2 separate regions of the Mus musculus genome follow, and region 1 is linked to region 2. Evidence: chromatin contacts called from public HiChIP or PLAC-seq data. All regions are on one chromosome and are shown on one strand. The core of a region is the stretch at or near the end of the contact, and the rest is flanking DNA. Distances in the headings are between cores, read along the strand shown. Region 1 overlaps Atm (ataxia telangiectasia mutated). Region 2 holds the start of 4930550C14Rik (RIKEN cDNA 4930550C14 gene).

What was found. HiChIP or PLAC-seq counts read pairs in DNA pulled down with a chosen protein or histone mark.
Region 1: a BATF HiChIP or PLAC-seq map of CD8 T cells shows a contact between it and region 2, with 19 read pairs. The contact joins the enhancer-like site here to the promoter of 4930550C14Rik in region 2. A contact is called at or near these places in 2 of 39 promoter capture datasets (the 3T3-L1 cell line and 3T3-L1-derived adipocytes), 3 of 484 Hi-C or Micro-C datasets (the P5424 cell line, Th1 cells and uterus), 2 of 115 datasets of contacts at active chromatin or transcription factors (CD8 T cells and embryonic stem cells) and 3 of 9 other capture datasets (adipose tissue, liver and pancreatic islet).

Annotation. Positions count from the first base shown.
Region 1 is chr9:53,450,356-53,453,807 of GRCm38.p6, reverse strand. Atm (ataxia telangiectasia mutated) reads left to right here. Exons shown (of 63, transcript NM_007499.3): 53 at 138-276; 54 at 373-455; 55 at 2,119-2,259; 56 at 3,174-3,290. Among named protein-coding and RNA genes, the nearest start is that of 4930550C14Rik, 47 kb to the right of the region's middle. Within about 2 kb of position 1,442, at least 10 of the 459 cell types and tissues checked have an H3K27ac peak or open chromatin away from gene starts, as enhancers often do. A contact at or near this core is called in CD8 T cells, where this site is marked.
Region 2 is chr9:53,403,331-53,406,999 of GRCm38.p6, reverse strand. 4930550C14Rik (RIKEN cDNA 4930550C14 gene) reads right to left here and starts at 1,714. Exons shown (of 9, transcript NM_001376944.1): 1 at 1,388-1,714.

The DNA of each region.
Region 1 (3,452 bases), core at 193-2,692, 47 kb before region 2:
ATTCCCTGAGTGGGTGTTTTGTTTGCATCTGAGGAATTATAGTCCTTTCGTTGTCTAGATCTGTGCATGGATTCTCTTTGTATAGCTCCAAGAAACTTAAATGTTTAGTGGGTCTTGTTCTTTGTTGTTGATGGTAGGATCGAACAGAGGCTGCAACCAGAATCATCCACTCCATCAGAAGTAAGCGATGTAAGATGGTGAAGGACATGGAGGCGCTCTGCGATGCCTACATCATCTTGGCAAACATGGACGCCTCTCAGTGGAGGGCTCAGAGAAGTATGTGTGAAAGTACCACTGCCGCTGTCCAGCTTGACCTGCAGTGATAGTCCTCCGTTTACAGCTGTCACTAAAATCTATTTATTTTTAACGTAGAAGGCATCAATATTCCAGCCAACCAGCCAATCACTAAACTGAAGAATTTAGAAGATGTTGTTGTTCCCACTATGGAAATTAAGGTAATTTACTATTAACTCTTGATTTTTTTTTAAAGATTTATTTATTTATCATATCTAAGTACACTGTAGCTGTCTTCAGACACTCCAGAAGACGGTTAACTCTTGATTTTTAATAAGACTAAATTACGGGCTGGTGAGATGGCTCAGTGGGTAAGAGCACCCGACTGCTCTTCCGAAGGTCCGGAGTTCAAATCCCAGCAACCACATGGTGGCTCACAACCATCTGTAACAAGATCTGACTCCCTCTTCTGGCCTGTCTGCAGACAACTACAGTGTACTTACATATAATAAATAAATAAATCTTTAAAAAAAAATAAGACTAAATTACACATTAGTAGATTAAATTATTTGTAGATTTTTTTTCAGTCCAAATGGCTAATTATTGTAGTTTCATATCTTTCTACCTATAGGTTGTCCATTAGATTTTTTTCTTTCTTTTTTTCTCCCTTCCCCCACCTCTCTCTCTCTCCCTTCCTCCCTTCCTCCCTCCCTCCCTCCCTCCCTCCCTTCTTTTCTTTCCTGTTATCTCTTATTGTTATTTTAACTCTAGGGACTGAACCTATTATGCACTGGGGAAGCCTTTTTTATACGTTTAAGGCAGGGTCTCACTTTGTTGACTATGAACCTGCTCTGTAATTGAAGCAAGACTAGAACTTGACCATCCTCCTCTCTGTCTTTTGAGTACCTGGGACTACAGACCTGTGTCCCGTTCACTGTTTTTCTCTGTATTATTCTTTCTCAGTGTGTGGGTGTGTTTCATGCCCATGGTGATGGAACACTCTACCTCTGGTTTGCGGGTGGGCAACACCACTCCATCATTTTTGTTGTCGCCGTTTTGGTTTTTAGTCATTCAGTATGCACTGGGATGTATTGGCTGTGATGTAACTATATTATTTAGTAAAACAGTAGGTGTTATGGTACCTCTAAGTTGCTGTGTATACGTACTAAACACCTATTCATAGTGATCTTTTATTCCTAGAAGTACCATGTGGGCAGGATGTGTGTAACACTAAAGGTTACCATTTTAGAAGCTGATGCGTTAGGTCCATGGTACAGCTCTCTTTCTCCTTCCAATGTGTACACTAAGATTAGTGTTCTTGTTACTGAGTTTGACCCATTATTGCATCATGCAGGTTAACAGATACAGGCTATGTGGTTTAGCTGAATATTTCCTCTTTTAAAATTTTACATGATACTCTTGTGAATTAAATAATTCCTTAGATTTTTTTCAACATATGTAAATAACAACTAAGTTCTAGTTTTCAGTAGTTTTTCAGCAGTACTATTTAATTGACTTAAAATGCTGAAGATTTATGAAAAGATGTTTAAGAAAGTAAACTGTGTTATATGTAATTTTAAAAATCTGGGCAGCAAGTAAAGACACTTGCTGCCAATCATTTAAACCAGAGCTCTGCCTGGGTACCAGCATGGTGACACATATGTGTGGTCACCCAAATACACACACATACACACCAAGTAAATAAGCAAACGTAATAAAAATCTATCAGTGTCATTAATTCTAACTTGAATTAAACAAATTAGAAATTAGAAACCCAGCTGTTAATTAGCAGAGTTATCATTTGTGGTTGTTTACTGTTTATCATTAGTTATTCTCCTGTTTTGTTTGTCTGACCTATAATAATTATTTATCATCATTTATTAGGTTGATCCCACAGGAGAGTATGAAAATCTGGTGACTATAAAATCATTTAAAACAGAATTTCGCTTAGCTGGAGGCTTAAATTTACCCAAAATAATAGATTGTGTGGGTTCTGATGGCAAGGAAAGGAGACAGCTTGTGAAGGTAAGACTTCCTGTTTCTGGTATAGTCTTCAGAGGATTAATGCCATCAACATCAACAGCAGGATATTTAATTCTTACCTCATTTGGTTGTCTGGATCTAGCTTTATCCTGAATAATGACAGGTAGAAAACATTTTTGAAGTAGAAATACAGTGTGATAGAATCAAACTGCTTTTTAGAATTGTGTGTCTTCTCTGAAAGACTGTAATTTTTGTTTTTGTGTCCTGCTATTATGGATTAGAACCAGGGCCTCGCTCATGCTCATCTGCTTCTGAGTTACATCCCAGCTCTCCTTTAGGTTTTATTTGACACAGGGTCTTGCTAAGCTCCCTGGGCGGGGCTTGAATTTAAGACCCTCTTACCTGAGCCTCTGGAGAAGCTGAGACTGTAAGTCGGCAGTACTGGGCTTAGCAGGCTCTTGCACAGTTGATTCAAGAGAAAGAATTGCACACGCTATGAGCTTACTTGTAAAAAAGGCTTATGGTGGGGATTAGAACAATTTAAGGCCTGTACTCAATATCCCGGGCCTGACACAGTGCCACTTGCTCCTGAGAAGTAGCAGCACTCCCTGCTTTGCATTGCTGCTTAGGTGCTTTTGGAGTCTTGCTGAAAATAGAAGAGAAATGAAAGATTACTTTATTTGGGTGTTTTGTATTGTGCCTTCAGTTGAAGGAGTTAGTTTAGTTATTAGAGAAGCAGCTAAGAGGAACTTGGCCTTTGTATCAATCTGCTTCCCAGTTTCATAGGTTTTGTTTTTTTTTTTTTTTCTAAGTGAAAAATGACAGTAGGTATTAATTATTCAAGACATTCTGAAGATGAGTGTAGAAACTCAGATTGACTAGTTCTGCCTTTTCTTAGATGACTCTGTGCTTATAATAAAGTAAACTCTGCCTGTTCATGTCTGGTTGTTCTGAAGGGCCGTGATGACCTGAGGCAAGATGCTGTCATGCAGCAGGTCTTCCAGATGTGCAATACACTACTGCAGAGAAACACTGAGACTAGAAAGAGGAAACTGACTATCTGCACATACAAGGTAACTTGTGGTCCTGCAAGGTAGCTTGTGTTCTGCAGCTTGCCCAAGGAAGGTGCACTGTTTGGACCAAGAATGAGCATATGTTTTCTGTAAAAGAACAACTAGTAAATATTTTAGACTTTGAGGACCATTCAGGTCTTTTGTATATTGTTTAATTTTTAC
Region 2 (3,669 bases), core at 465-2,964:
GAGAGGTGGTGGATGTCAAGTTGTTCTACTGTGAGGGTGTTCTGGGGACGTATGCTGAGTTGATTCTTGTGTTAGCATATGAGATAAAAGTGAATTGAGGGGTTGGAGAGAAAGCTCACTGAGTAACTTCTTGCTCTGCCAGCGTGACAATCTCAGTTTGAATGCCTACACACATACACACAGGTAAATGTAAAGACTTTTTTTTTTTTTTGAAATCTCCAGCAATTAACTGTTGCGTTGCACTTGAGCTGATAATTGAACCTACATGGTGGGAAGAGGAAGGGCCGGAGCTGTAGCTCAGGGAAAGAGTGTTTGCCTGACACTTCCAGAAGAATCGCAAAACAACAGCAATAACAATAACGATAAGGAAGAGACTAGGGGTTAACCTTGCCCAGCTTCTCTCAAGTTCTGAGGCTATAAGACTGGCCCTAAGAGTATTTGCATTGTGAAAACTATCAAATGTTTTAAATCGGTATTTATGACTTTTTCTAGTTGACTTAAGATTTAAGGATCTATGGCGATGTGTTAATGATGCAAATTAAAGGTGTAGCGTGTGCATTGCCATTCTGTCGTGACTAGCACAGCAACGCAGAAACGATCCCGAGGAACAAAGGCACTTCGTGAAAGGAGAAAGAAGACCAAAAAGCCTTGGCACGTTCAACTATACTAAATGTTGCTAGTGTACTAAATGGCAGGTCAGGTAAATGTGCATGAGTACAGTCAAAAATGAGAGAGAGAGACCTAACTGCTGATTACCAGCAGTGGAGCCGCAGAGCAAAAGACCGAGGTTGTTGAGGAATTGACAAAGTAGGCTCTGGGCTGTTATGTGGAAGCAGGGACACAGTAGCCAGAAGATGAGGCTGGACTCAAGAGGGCTTGTCTTTTTTAAATATGAGGCACTAAAACGTGAAAATATTGTTAGAGAAGGAGAGATGAAAGGCGCAGGAGAGGGTAAAGGAAACTTATGATTCAGAGCAGAACCGTTTGCTATGAGGCTTCAAACCACGTGGGAAATACTTCAATTCTAAGACCCAAGGAGCACAAGGAAACCATTGCTTAAGTCAGGACTTTACTACACCCAGGTGCGAACTGCCAATTAGGAGAGGACTACCAGCCAGTCTCAAACCAATAGCCCTGTGCTGGGATTCAGAGGGAGCCCTGCAAGTGGACACCCTTGTCCTGTGGTTTCCTCCAACTCCAAACCCGTATTCCCGTTCTCTTTACTAAATTTTATTTTTTTCAGCAAATGTGTCTTCACGATTTTGCTATTCCTCTTTACCTATACATCTTGATACTGAGGGACAAGACAGAAATCCTAAGCATGTACCCTTTAGAATGCTCCCTCCATCTCTAAATATTTTAGGGAGAAAAATCTAAAACCACATACTGCATTTAACAGGGTGGAGGAAACCCAATGCGAGAGGTGGGTTAGCAATATCCCCGAAGCTGCAGCTCCTGAGTTAGGGCGAGGCTGGAGTGGGGGTTGGTGAGGTAGAGGAAAGCTTTTCCATCACAGCAGAGCAACTGTGCCAGGAGAGGGGTTTGGGGAACAGAGCATGGAGAAGGATGGTAGCATACTAAGATCGTGAGTATTTAGCGTCTTTCAGCAGGCCAAGATCAAACCAGACACCAGAGCAGAAAGGAGCTGGGGAGGGAACATGTCCCTTGACTTGCCAATCTCTGTCGCTCTCCGCTGTTTCCTTGGTAACGACTTAGTCAGTCGGAAATGACTTAATAGCTCCTTCCCTAGCAACCTTCTTAGGCCCCGCCCCCAACCCTGACCATTCTCACTTTGATGTTTGTTCTGGTAGAAATCTCGCTCTCTTCCAGTCTCAGTGCCATAGAGGCAGAGGACTTGAGAAAGGAACTCAGAGAGATCTCGGGCATGTGACGGGCCTTGCTGAAGGCCTAAGTAACATGAGGTCTCAGACTAACGCTATTTCTAAATTTAAGCTCCTTAGCCTGACACGGGTTTTAAATAGAGGACTTCACAGAACCCGAAAGCACACTGCATATTTAATGCATGCTTTATTGACTTGAATGTTGAATATCCTGCACGCCGACATTACCTCAATGTCAGAGTGTAACAATGTAAAATGAAGAGTATTCAGACCTGCCCAGTTCTATGTTCTTGCATGGAACATAATTTGTGAGGAAGATGAACTTCTAGGAAAATATTTTCCTTACATACTAAATGCATTTTTACGGGGGGTGGGGGCGGAATCTCTGTAGGAAATTCGGTGACAAAGTGAATGTCAAGACCTTCAAAATTATCACAGTTTCCATAAACAGGGCCTTGGGCTTTGGTTCTCCTTCAAGACACTGTGGCCATGCGTAGAGAGAATACTTGTGTGTTGTATGGATGCATCACCTGTCAATTAAAAAGTCTGTGGCCTATGGCTTAGGCAGGAAATGGGAGGTGGAACATCCAGGAGGCAGAAAGGATTCTGGGATAGAGTCCCAAGGGAGAATAGCCCGGGAAGATGTGAGGAGACCGACTCATGGTGCCTGAGCATTGATAGCCAGCCATGTGGCAAAATGTAGGTTAAAATAATGGGTTTATGTCGATTATGTAAGTTATGATCTAGTCAGAGAAAACCCTGGCTTTATGGCCAAGGTATTTGTAAATATATTTTGAGTCTAAGTCTTATTCCTGGGAGCATGAAGCTGGGAGTCAGAACCAGCCACGTGTTAGCACACAGATAGGAGTAAATTTTTTTTTTTTCGAGACAGGGTTTCTCTGTGTAGTTTTGGCTGCCCTGGAACTCACTTTGTAAAAAAAAAAAAAAAAAAAAAAAAAAAAAAAAAAAAGGATTAATTTTCTTGTTTTTGTTTAAATTTTTTTTCCATAAGGGTTTTTTTTTTTTTTTTCCAAGGCAGGGTTTCTCCATGTAGTCCTGGCTGTCTTGGAACTGCAAGGGGAATTGGGGGCAGGGCACAGACCCTCTCCAGCGTTGCAGACTGGGTGTTTTAGGCAAGGGATTGTGGGCTGTGGTTAGGACTTTCCCTCAATCAGCCACAGTCGAGATTTTAACATGTCTTAAAATTTGGGATTATAGTCAGGCATGGTGGCACATGCCTTTAATCCCAGGCAGAGGCAGGCCAATTTCTGAGTTCGAGGGCAGCCTGATCTACAAAGTGAGTTCCAGGACAGCCAGGGCTATACAAAGAAACCCTGAAAAAACAAAACAAACAAACAACAACAACAACAAAAACCTCAATGCTGGGGCTGGCGAGATGGCTCAGTGATTAAAAGCGCAGACTGCTCTTCCGAAGGTCCTGAGTTCAAATTCCAGCAACCATATGGTGGCTCACAACCATCTGTAACGAAATCTGATGCCCTCTTCTGGAGTGTCTGAAGACAGAAACAGTGTACTTACATAATAATAATAATAGTACAAAATTGGGATTATAATACTTCAGTTGTAGGACATTTACCCAGAAGGCATGAACCCCCATGCTCTTCCACTGAGAAAGCAAACAATCAAACTCGGATCACAAATCGAAGAAAGTTGAGAAAAGGCGCGCCTGGTGGAGAACTCACCCAGTGATTCTCGGGGCCGCTGTGCTTCCTCTTCAGGCCCCGATGACTAGGCCAAAACTGCTTAAATTCCCTAGAACAGTAAAGTCAGAAAGGTTTACTCAAGCCGAGCAGAAACACTCAACAAA